4 separate regions of the Mus musculus genome follow, and regions 1, 2 and 4 are each linked to region 3. The links are chromatin contacts, called in public ChIA-PET and HiChIP or PLAC-seq maps. All regions are on one chromosome and are shown on one strand. Each heading gives the region's core, a stretch centred on a gene start, on an enhancer-like site or on the middle of the called end of the contact. The rest is flanking DNA. Distances are from core to core; before and after follow the strand shown. Region 1 has its middle 15 kb from the start of Nr2c2. Region 2 overlaps Slc6a6 (solute carrier family 6 (neurotransmitter transporter, taurine), member 6). Region 3 holds the start of Ccdc174 (coiled-coil domain containing 174). Region 4 overlaps Nr2c2 (nuclear receptor subfamily 2, group C, member 2).

What was found. ChIA-PET counts read pairs in DNA pulled down with a chosen protein or histone mark. HiChIP or PLAC-seq counts read pairs in DNA pulled down with a chosen protein or histone mark.
Region 1: an H3K27ac HiChIP or PLAC-seq map of embryonic stem cells shows a contact between it and region 3, with 4 times the contacts expected there. The contact joins the enhancer-like site here to the promoter of Ccdc174 in region 3. A contact is called at or near these places in 6 of 39 promoter capture datasets (the C10 cell line, cranial neural crest, frontonasal cranial neural crest and 3 more), 1 of 15 datasets of contacts at CTCF or cohesin (pro-B cells), 2 of 484 Hi-C or Micro-C datasets (the 63-12 cell line and double positive thymocytes), 31 of 115 datasets of contacts at active chromatin or transcription factors (the 230-238 cell line, DN3 thymocytes, the SCID.adh cell line and 18 more) and 4 of 9 other capture datasets (adipose tissue, liver, macrophages and 1 more).
Region 2: a contact with region 3 is called in an H3K27ac HiChIP or PLAC-seq map of embryonic stem cells, with 7 read pairs. The contact joins the enhancer-like site here to the promoter of Ccdc174 in region 3. A contact is called at or near these places in 6 of 115 datasets of contacts at active chromatin or transcription factors (bone marrow-derived macrophages, effector CD8 T cells, embryonic stem cells and 2 more) and 3 of 9 other capture datasets (adipose tissue, liver and pancreatic islet).
Region 4: a contact with region 3 is called in an RNA polymerase II ChIA-PET map of memory CD8 T cells, with 6 read pairs. The contact joins the enhancer-like site here to the promoter of Ccdc174 in region 3. A contact is called at or near these places in 2 of 39 promoter capture datasets (the C10 cell line and cranial neural crest), 4 of 115 datasets of contacts at active chromatin or transcription factors (bone marrow-derived macrophages, memory CD8 T cells, microglia and 1 more) and 3 of 9 other capture datasets (adipose tissue, liver and pancreatic islet).

Annotation. Positions count from the first base shown.
Region 1 is chr6:92,076,045-92,078,744 of GRCm38.p6, forward strand. No RefSeq gene overlaps it. Among named protein-coding and RNA genes, the nearest start is that of Nr2c2, 15 kb to the right of the region's middle. Within about 2 kb of position 1,322, at least 5 of the 459 cell types and tissues checked have an H3K27ac peak or open chromatin away from gene starts, as enhancers often do. A contact at or near this core is called in embryonic stem cells, where this site is marked.
Region 2 is chr6:91,699,491-91,702,272 of GRCm38.p6, forward strand. All of the region lies in intron 2 of Slc6a6 (solute carrier family 6 (neurotransmitter transporter, taurine), member 6), which reads left to right. Among named protein-coding and RNA genes, the nearest start is that of Slc6a6, 17 kb to the left of the region's middle. Within about 2 kb of position 1,516, at least 23 of the 459 cell types and tissues checked have an H3K27ac peak or open chromatin away from gene starts, as enhancers often do. A contact at or near this core is called in embryonic stem cells and liver, where this site is marked.
Region 3 is chr6:91,876,685-91,879,384 of GRCm38.p6, forward strand. It overlaps Ccdc174 (coiled-coil domain containing 174), which reads left to right and starts at 1,369. Exons shown (of 11, transcript NM_172730.2): 1 at 1,369-1,502. The coding sequence starts at 1,461.
Region 4 is chr6:92,130,878-92,133,577 of GRCm38.p6, forward strand. The region is part of intron 2 of Nr2c2 (nuclear receptor subfamily 2, group C, member 2); the gene reads left to right. Among named protein-coding and RNA genes, the nearest start is that of Gm46967, 25 kb to the right of the region's middle. Within about 2 kb of position 1,359, at least 30 of the 459 cell types and tissues checked have an H3K27ac peak or open chromatin away from gene starts, as enhancers often do. A contact at or near this core is called in memory CD8 T cells, where this site is marked.

The DNA of each region.
Region 1 (2,700 bases), core at 72-2,571, 200 kb after region 3:
GCTTCTCTAGAGTCACAGAACTTATGGATAGTCTCTTTACAGTAAGTAAATTTGTTATGATGACTTTCAGTCTGTAGTCCAACTCCCCAATAGTGGTCAGCTGTGAATGGGAAGTCCAGGGATCGAGTTGCTCAGCCCCACAAGGCTAGTAGTAGATCCAACAGATGTGCTGGCAAGTAAATGCAAGCAGGCGAAGAAGAGCAAATCTTCCTTCTTCCGAAATCCTTATGTAGGTCTCCAGAAGAAGGTGTGGCCCAAATTAAAGGTGTGTACCACCACGCCTGGATCTGGGACTTGTTTTTGTCCCAGGCTGACCTTGAACTCAGAGATCTCCTGGTCTTAGTCTCCTGGGATTCATAGCCACTATGCCTCAAGATCTCCATGCTAAGATCCAGTTCAGAAACTTGTATCTTCCAGCCCCAAGGTCTGGATCACTGGTGAGCCTTCCAATTCTGGATTGTAGTTCATTCCAGATATAGTCAAGTTGACAACCGGGAATAGCCATTACACCTACTTAGTTAGTAACTTCCCATGGATCTAATTGGTGCATTGCACATTATCAAGAGTACCCATGTGTGCACAGGAACAGCACAGTATGTGTAGCCAGTGCTGCTGCCATTGGGGCATTTGGGCTGCTGTCTAGGCAGTGGGAGCATCCCTGATATGCCTTGTAGCATTGCCCAGTGTCACTTTGCAGCTCTTTAGAGTGACAGACAGTACATCCCAAGGTTACCCAAGGACCTCTGTTCTTTTATTCTGCTTATTTTTTTAATTAAAAAAATTTTTGAGGGCTTGCTCTGGAATCCAGGGCCTCACACATGTGGAGCCAGGACTCTGAGGCCGGCCCACATCCTGGGTCAGGATGTTTTGTGTTTTCTACCCTATAACATCCTGGATCTGATACTCAAGTAGGGTTTTTATTCTGTGGGAATATTTACCTTGATAGAAATGCCTGGATTATCCATAAAACATAGCAGACAGAGTCACCAAGGCAGTCCCCAGCTGCAATGTGACCAGGCCAGGCCCTGCCTGTTTTGGACCTTTGTCACCTCTTCTTCTTTCTATAGTTCTCTGAGAACTGGTTTCAGGCTTATCTCTCCCTGGCCATTCATAGTGGCCAATACAATTACAGGAAGAACTTCCTTCTCAGGACAGTGACAGGACAGTTGGTGGTAGTGAGGCTGGCAGCCCTGTCCATCAGATCCCTCTCCCTGCATCTTCAGTGCCTTAAAGAACCTTTCAGGCACAGCCTTGCCTGCTCCCTGGGTGGCCTTGCTTGGTGGTGGGGTGCGGAGGGCAGTGCATTCATGGATTCCTGCATACTGCAATTGCTTTAGGCTGTTTGTCTGAAGAGATGGGAAGGAGTCTATGCCTGTCATTAATGCACAAGGGGAACAGCAGCGCTGGGTGGGGTGTAGGCCAGTTCTACAAGCATTCTGACATGTCAGGAGTAAGCACTGAGTCTTTCTGGTGATGCTGAACCTTCAGAGACAAACTCTGCCTGGTATGTGTGTGTGTGTGGTGGTGGTGGGAGGGGGAATGGGAGGAGAGTGATGCTGGCTTGCTGGCTCATCTGGAATCATGGCCACGCAGGCCAAGGCATGACTGCTTACCCTGTATCCTTTATCCAGCTTCTCACTGATCTGGTCACTAAGCAGAGAGGCCTCAGTGTGGCCCTGTGGCCACCAAGGCTGGGCCTGCAACCCAAGTTGCTTTCTGAAGTGAAGTAGGGCCAGCAATGGGCTGGCTTTCACCAGTTAGCATGTTGTTAACTGATTCAGCCTGCACTCTCTGGCTTCTGAATTCATTCTCACTGTCGGTGGGGGTGGGAGTCGGGGGCAGGTGTGTCCACTCAGGTGGCTGCTCTCTGCACAAGTCTCACATTGGCTTAAGCAGGTGGCAAACTAGCGTGACAATAGCAAGTCCCAAAGGACGGGAAACAAGTCCTTTGGCTTTTGTGACTTGCTGTGCAGTGTCAGAGGTGGTTCCCAGAGACTGGCTGACCACTGACTGCCTCTGCAGCTGGGACTACAGGCATTGTCTATTGCCACCAAGGAAGGCCAGGATGGCTTTTAAGAGCCAGCATGTGCTCAGTAGCCCTCACCAAGCTCCCTTCACTCCTATGGCTCCTGGACTAGTCACTGAGGAGGGACTACTAGGAGTGGCATGGGTCCAGGGATGACTTGGGTGGGTGAATGTCTCCAAAGGGCCACATGCTTGTGGTTTGCAGTGTGCTGCTACTGGTGCAGTGTGATGAACCTTTAGGAGGTGGGGTCAAGTAGGAGGCCCTTGGAGGGGAGGTTGTTCTCATACTCCTGACCCTGAGCAGTTTGCTCTCTGTGGGCTCCTGTCATTGCTATCTAGTGTCCTCTCCCCAGAGGCCCAAAACAAGTTCTCCTGATCTCAGACAAGAACGTCCTCCAGAACTGTGAGTTAAACCTTTTTACTTTATAAGTTAATAACCCAGGTGTTTTGTTATAGGAATGGAAAAGTAACTAATACCAGTATAAGAGGGGCTGGAGGAAGATGGTTCTTAAAGTGTTACTGTCAGTGTTTATCCTATGGACCACATTTTCTGGAAGATCACTAGTCTGGATTAGTAGCATGCAAGGGCCATGCCTTGCCATGTATTTGGGGACAATCTGTGATAAACTAGGTAGAGGTCAATTAATTGGATCCTTGCTTGAGTGTCTCATAGGA
Region 2 (2,782 bases), core at 266-2,765, 180 kb before region 3:
GGTTGTGAGTGAATCTCTTGAGTTTCTCATGCCCTTCCTCTGATGGTCCTGGGGTTGATGCTGGCCAGGGGCTCTTATCCCTGTGCACTGCTGTGAAGAACCACACGAACAGTATTTTTGCTGAATCACTGGGGAGTAAGTCACAAGTGGGGTGCCCCTTCCCTTAGTCTTTCATGTATTTCCTCAGAGCAAGGCCATTGTCTTATGTAACCACAGCCCGATTATCAGCCTGGGACATTTAACATTGACATAGTTCTCATATCTAATCAGCTGATTGTCTTGGTACTACACCTTGCTTTCTCTTCTCTTTAATGTTTCCCCCCTTCTTCAAGTTCAAAATCCTAACAGTGCCTGCAAGAAGGATTTGTTTTCAGGCTGATTTAGCTGATTTGGGACTTGGGATTCAAAGTCCTTTAATCTTGACATCTACTAAGGAACACTGGAGTGTGTATACGCATTCTGGAGAACATTCCAGGTTCAGGTCCTTGCCCTGTGATCTGGTTCCAGGTTCAGGTCCTTGCCCTGCAATCTGTCCTGCCACTTTGTTGATCTTGTGACCCACTTGTGGACCCTGCTCTCAAATTTGAGAACTCCACCTTCCTTGATAGAGATTTCTTAATATCTAATCTCCTCCTCCCATTCCACACTCCTCTCTCTTTTTCTCTCTTCTTTTTCATTGGCTCTGGGGTCGTTGCTTTCCAGCATAAACAATGCTTCATCCTGAGCTGTTCTCTTAGCTTCCGAGGAAGTCTCTCACTGACACAGGGCTGGTGTATGGTCAATTTGGGGTCATCCGTGGGACTCTCACGAGACCCTTCTTAACTGCCACTGTGGTCGGACCCAATTGCACTTTTGGTCAGTTTCTGACCGGGTGTGCTCCTGTATCAAAAAAGCCAACTGGAGACCATAGGTTCTCTGATGTCAGATATGCCCATCCCCAGAGACTCAGAAGACCTCCCCCAGCAGCTATTGAGTGGGCAGAGAACCATGCTCAGAGTCTCACCTTAATGGTCGTGTGTCAGGGACATTTATTGCCTGTGGGTACTAGATGGTCCTCGAAGTGTAACACATTAGCTTGTTACAACCCCTAGAACCATGCTACAGCCTCAAGAGCTAAGCTGCAGGAGGTAGGAGTTCTTGTTCTTTCAGTAAAAATGGCAGATGAACAGGTGGAATGCTTACTGAGTGCCAGGCAAGGCCGCATCCCTCAGCAGCTTGGATGCAGACTTTGAGTGCCGTTGTCTCGTAAGTACTGTTAGCCAGCACCATTGTGCAGACTGGGAAACTGAGACTTAGGGGGACCTCCCAAGTTCTCACAACCACGAACTCACTTGCCCAAATCTGGTGCCCGCTTGGTGGCAACTGCCCTCCTGATAGGTGGGGAGCCCCTTCCATCCCCAGCGACTTCCCTTTTCCAAGGTCTTCCTGCTACTGGTTAATGAGCAGCCAAGGATAGTGGGAGCCAGGGAGGCCACTGCTCACTCTGAGGCTGGAATGTGAGTTTTGTTTCTAGATAAAGAGTCTTGTGCAAGTGACTGGCCCCACGGGGCCTGGCAACGTCCTAGGCAGAGCATAGATGGCGACCATGCTGTTCCTCTTCAGCGCTGATTCCAGCTGCACACCAGGCTACCTAGGAGGGTGCTTTGGCCCTCAGACTGCCCCACATCACTCTTGTGTAGCCCTCCTGGCTTGCCGTTTCTGAAAAGACTCATGGCCTCCCCTCCACCCTCTATGTGGAGGTCAATGGGGTTTGCAGGGAGTATATTATGCAGGGATGATACGCTGTCTGAGTTCTGGGTGTGGCCCACTCCCACATATTCCTGGGGCCCGAGAAGGGCTAGATCTATCTTTTTAGCCTTAAGGCAGGTCTGAATTCATTCCAAGTCTGGGGGCTGGGATGTGGCTCTGTGGCCCTTTGTAATGCCTGGAGTGCTTTCTCTACAATACAAAAAAGCTCTTAGCCCAGCCCCAGCCTATGCAGGATGTGTGACCCTGAAGGGAGTCACTAAACATCTCTGAGCCTCACACTCTAACCTCTATAATGGAGTAGTTATATCCAGCCAAGAGAGCTGCAGTACACTGCAGGACGGGGGTTGGCAGAACAGGTGACATGGACACGTGATGAGTCCAGGGGAGTTTTATGGGCTCAGGACAACTAACCTGAGTAGCAAGCACAAGACTCATCGAAGGAGTCCCTAGAGAGGCTGCATCCCCTCGATTGAAGAGGCAAGTCTACCTCCCAGGGTGCTGTTCTCTAGGGTGCTTGTCCTTTAGGTTGCTAGGTACTCCTGCTTGCCTGTGGATACCGATGTCCTGCTCCCTGGAGGCCTCCACGGTGAGAAAATGCTTACTTATCATGTTTACTCTGACTATAAAAGTCATGTTTTCAATACAGAGATAAGGGTCCCACCACACAGAGGTGACCACAGTATAATGGAGTGGTGTGTGCATTCACATATGAGTCCATAAGCTGATCCTGGTGGAACATGTCTGTCATCCTCCCACAGGCGGGCTGAGGCATGGAGGTCTTTCTAGCCCAGGCTCTATTTAGCTTAGGAATTTAAGGCCAGTTAGGGTTGCAGAATAAGACCCTGGGTTGTTTGGTTATTTAGGTTTTTGTTGTTGTTGTTGTTGTTGTTGTTGTTGTTGTTGTTTTTTAAAAGATAAAAGATCTGAAGGCAGGCCATGGTGGCAGAGGCAGGCAGATCTCTCTGAGTTTGAGCCCAGCCTGGTCTATAGAGACCAGAGAAACCCTATCTAGAAAAACCACACCAAGCCAAAC
Region 3 (2,700 bases), core at 119-2,618:
CCTGGCTGTCCTGGAACTTATGCTGTAGATCAGGCTGGCCTTGAACTCAGAAATTCGCCTGCATCTGCCTCCCAACTGCAGGGGGCGGGGGGGGGGGAGGATATCTTAAAATTATTTCACTTACAACTTCTTTTTACCCAGTATTATTTTCATGACTTGAGGTATATATGGATACTTTAAAAATTACTTTAAAACAATTTGGCGCACACACACACACACACATATGTATATGTATATATATATATATATATATATATATATATATTCACCATTTATTAAAGATGAAAAACAATTTGTATCCTAATGACATGAATGTGCTTGTTTCAACAAAAGGAATTAAATATTGGCTAAACATTTGATACTGTAGGTCACAGAGCATCTTCAGTGCTTTTCAGAGTTGATTGTTTTGACTTTATCATCATCAATGTGGAGAACACTGCTTTGCAAAGATACAGCAAATTCATGTTTAGGGCCATTTCAGAAATTGTTGGAAATTTTGTCCTAAATCCCAGGTCAAAATTCTTTTAATTCTTTAGCAATTCAAATAGTAATTTCAAAATTAGAGTATTCTGGGGGCTGGTTGTGGTGGCACACAGCTTCAATCCCAGCATAAGGGAGGAAGAGGTAAGCAGGTATCTTTGAGTACAAGGCTAGCATGGTCTACAAAGCAAGTTCCAGGCAGCCAGGAGTACCCAGTGACCCCCAAATGAATGTATGAATGAATAGTTAAAATTCAAATATTCTGTTGGGCATAGTGGCTCACACATGTAATCCTAGCATTTAGGGGGCAGAGGCAGGAGGGCTGTTGCAAATTTGAGGCTAGCCAAGTCTACATAGAGAGTTTGAGGCCAGGTGGCTGTACAGTAAGACCCCATCTCAAAAAAAAAAAAAAAAAAAGCCTAAAAAGCAAAACAACAAACAAAACCAACAAAACAAATCACAAAACACCAAAAAAAAAAAACCAACATAAAACGAGTGTTTCTCATAGCCCATTCTTAAACAATAATTCCCACCACTACCAGTTTCATTAAATTCCTTTTGTTTTCATGTTGGAGACAGGAGTTTACTTAGCTCTCTTCATACGCTGCTATTCTTTTCCATCATCTAAGACTCTCCAGTCAATATAGTGTGTGTTGCAATGAAAGCTATCTTCCTTCCTTCTCTAGACGGCGACAATACTAGTCATTTTCACCTCACTTTCTGCTCTCTTCAAGATGGCCAATTGCGATCAATTCCAACCCTCTGACCTTCTCAAAATGACGACGTAGCGACTAGGGACCTCATACTGACGCTTTCAAGATGGCGCCGAGGTCGTAAATCCAAGTCGCAAAATGACGCAAACTCAGCGTCCCTATCAAAGACACTTCCGGTTCTGCTGCCGGGTGGGGGTGGCGGACTCGTAGGGTCTGACTGAGGCCACAGGGAGGCTGCGTCTTGGGACTGGACGCCTTGGCGGGACGATGGACCGAAAGAAAAAGCCTTTGGACGTTACAGCCTCCTCGGTGAGTACAAGTGTGGCTTAGCTCCGTGCTCCGCGTTCCCTCCGCCTGTCTCAGTCGAGAATGGTGACCTAGTTGTTGTCCCACGCAAGTCAGGGGCCTGGACTGCCCATCTGACAAGGATCCTGACCGACCCTTTCCCCGCAGAGACCCTCCTCAGCTTCCTTACTCACAGGATCCTGAACTCGGCTCCGCCAGGCGCCTGGGCTCCGTTCCCCTCGAACCCAGGCGGGTCTCGGACGCCATCCTCCCAGGGATCTCAGGGCGCATCCTGCGGGTCAGCCGCCGCCACAGCCGGCTCTCTGTCCGCAGGGACTTGGAGGACGAGCCCTTCCTGGGTTCTCCACTAGTCCAAAGCCCTTCTCGAGCACTGGGATATGATTTGTCTTCCCAGGGCTCCCAGGGTCCCCCCCAGCAGGATCCAGACAAGTTAGCTAGTGCCTTGTGGGATGGGGTACCCGGGCCAGTAAGGTCTGACAGGATGTAAGGAGTTTTGCTAACTTAACCACTCTCAGCAGAAAACTTGTAAACACTGTACACATTTTGTGTCCGTGCTTCATATGTGTGCTGCCATCGAGTCCTCAGAAGTGCTTTTGAGTGTAGGTGGTATTAATTGTCACTCTTAATGGATAATGAAGTTGACACCCAAAGGTGAATCCCGTTTTCCTCAATGTACACACAGATTTGTTGTGTGAGAAGCCAGGCTCAGTTTGATTGACTGCAAAATGGTGCCTTTTCTGATTGTTCAAAACATCTAATGTATCAAATTTTTTGTTGGAATTTGTTTTTTAATATAGAAAAATTGGTCTTAGTAATCATGTTTGCTTGGATTCAGTGCTTGCAAACTGAATTAATCAGGAAGTATATGCGCATGCGCTTAACTTTAGCACATAAGTGTCAGAGACAAGTGGACAGAGGCCACTGTAAGTCAGAGGCCAGCCTGAGCTACATAGTTCCAGTATAGCCAGAGCTACACAGTGAGACCCTGTCTTTAAAAACCAAACCAAAGTTAACTTGTCTGGAGGATAATGTTTTTAATAATTATAACACAAACGAAGTCCCGGAATTGATTGGTCATTTTGTGATTCAGATGTAGTTGTAGAATAGAAAGATATATAGCTAGGTAATTGATACATTTACAAAGTTAAAATCCTCCTCTTCCTCCTCCTCCTCCTCCTCCTCCTCCTCCTTCTTCTTCAGA
Region 4 (2,700 bases), core at 109-2,608, 250 kb after region 3:
ACCTCTGGCATCCTTCATACACTGACACATTTGTTGCCCATCTTCCTGCCCAGACTTTAGACTGACTGCAGCTCTGCTCTGTTTGTGCACTGAATTAGGTTAGTTGGGTACTTATAAAGGCAGAACCCACAAAGCTATTCAGATGCTGTAATTAGGGTTTTCTAGAGTCACAGAACTTATGGAATGAATGAATGAGTGTGTGTGTGTGTGTGTGTGTGTGTGTGAGTGAGTGAGAGAGAGAGAGAGAGAGAGAGAGAGAGAGAGAGAGAGAGAGATGGAATTTATTGGAATGACTTACAGGCTGCAATCTGACTAACCAAACAATGGCTAGCTGTGAATGGGAAGTCCAAGAATCTAGTGGTTGCTCAGTGCCATGAGGCTCAGTGTTTCAGCTGGTCTTCTGTATAAGCTGGAATCCTGAAGAAGTAGCTTCCAACAGATGTGCTGGCAAGTAAGTATAAGCAGGCAAAGAACAAACCCTTCCTTCTTCCACTGTCTTTATTGTAGGCCTCCAGCAGAAGGTATGGCCCAGATTAAAGGTGTGCCTCAAAAACTGGATTAAAGGCATATGTTTCTTCCAGCCTCAAGATCTGGATCAAAAGTTTGTGTCTTCCAGCTTTGAGATCTGGGTCATAACTGTGCCCTCCATTTCTGGATTGTAGTTCGTTCCAGATATAGTTGACAACTGAGAGTAGCTATTACAGGTGCTTATAAAGCCAGAACCCACAAGGCTATGGTATTTCCAGCCATTGTCCAATTGGGAGCAAGTATATATCCTGATGTACTTCCTGCCTATGTACCTGCAACTACACACAGGATGTGCAGTTTGGGCAAATGGGCTTATAGCTTAACCTTAGCTCTTAAAGACAGTAAACAAGTCCATTCTGTTGTTCTTGGAGTGGTTTTTGAATGCAGTGCAGACCATATGTTGTTGCCTATGTTTCAGAGATTCCATAACTATAGAAATATTAGCTTTGGCATGTGAAGTTGAATATACTGTATGCAGACTGTCCATGTTCTCCAAATCTCTCTATGCCATGTAGTTTTAAAATTGCTTCTAGTTACTTATTTCCCATAGTAACATTCTGCAAATTCACTAAAGAAAGGTGATCTGAAAAGGGAAGGGTAGTGAGAAAAGAGTTTAACAAAGCCACAGAAGTCTAGGTAAAGGGAAGCCTTGTTAAAATAACACATCTTCCCAGAAATAGGCCATCATGGTAGTCAACAGACTGCTTCAGCAGCTAGCTGGCAGAACAGCAGAAACACTTTGATTTTGCTTCCTTGGTTACAGTGAATGATAGTAAACTTGACCTTCAGCAAAGCAGGGTCACAGAAAGGGCATCTTTAAACAGCCTTGTCTGCTATGGCAAATGGAATCTGCACAGCAGAGTTTGAAGGCTATCCACCAACCCCTGGCTAATTTGGTTACTATTTGGCTTAGGAAGTTGCTGAGGGAAAAAAATGTAAATAAAGCTGCTGGAAACAATTGGCTGGTGAGTGTAAATGTGTGTGTGTGTGTGAGTGTGTGAGAGTGTGTGTGTGTGCGTGTGTGTGCGTGCACTAGCGCTAGTGGACTGGGGAAGAGTAGAAGAAAGCAGACCAGTGGGGCAGCAGGTAGCACAGGAAATCTTCTCTAGTTGTACTTACTTGTGGTGGTGGTGGTGGAGGGGGGATGGGCAGCTCTAAGCAGTGTACTTTAGTAGAAACTTGTTTCCAAAGCTGTTAGTAAAATGCACAGTATTTAGAACCCAGTTGTGTATTTGGAGGAAATCATATCTATTATGCTTAAGTACTAGCAGGCTTTTTTTCTTTTTAGGGACTAGTGTGAGAGTGTGATAAGTACATTGCTTGTTTTTGGCAGGTTATCTGCCTATGAACAAAAGATTATGTACCAGATTGCTATTATCACATGGTTTTACATAATTGTGAGATATAGTTGTTGGCTTTGTTTTTTTCAGTTTTGAGACAAGGTCTCCTTTGGCACCCAGGGTGAACTGGGACTCATGATCCTTCCACCTTATAGATTTGTGTGTGTGTTCATCTATATTGTTTAAATTTGAGCCTTTAAAGGCTTCAAGTGCAGAACTTGTAGGTCATCAGCTGGACTAGTAACTTTCCAGTCCTTTGTGTTACACAAGTTGTTGTCTTGGTTAGTTTTTGTCAAGTTGAGAAGGAACCTCAGTTAAGGAAATGCCTCTATATATGGTCTGTAGGCAAGCCAGAGGGGCATATTCTTGATTAATGATTGCTATGGGTGGGTCCAGCCCATTGTGGGCAGGTGGTTCTGGGGTATATAAGAATACAGACTGAGATAGCCTTGAAGAACTAGCCAGCATTTCTTCATGGTATGGTCTCTGCCTCCAGGTTCCTGTCTTGTCTCTTGGTGATATAGTGTGAGGTAAAATAAACTATTTCTTGTCTAGGTTGCTTTTGGTCATGGTGTGTATCATAGCAGTAGAAGCCCCAAATTAAAACAAAGGTAGACTCTACAGTCCAGGATACAGAGGGTATCAGAACTGATACAGAGGGTATCAGTTCCCCTCTGATGAAACCCGCTACACAGGTGATGCAAACTTCAACACAGAGGGGTTACTCACTGCCCAGTGACCCAAATTCCATGGTCATTTGAAACAGATAAGAAGAATATGGTTCTTTTTAGCCTAGGCTGCCTGTAGTCCTTTAGGCATTTGCATTGTTCAT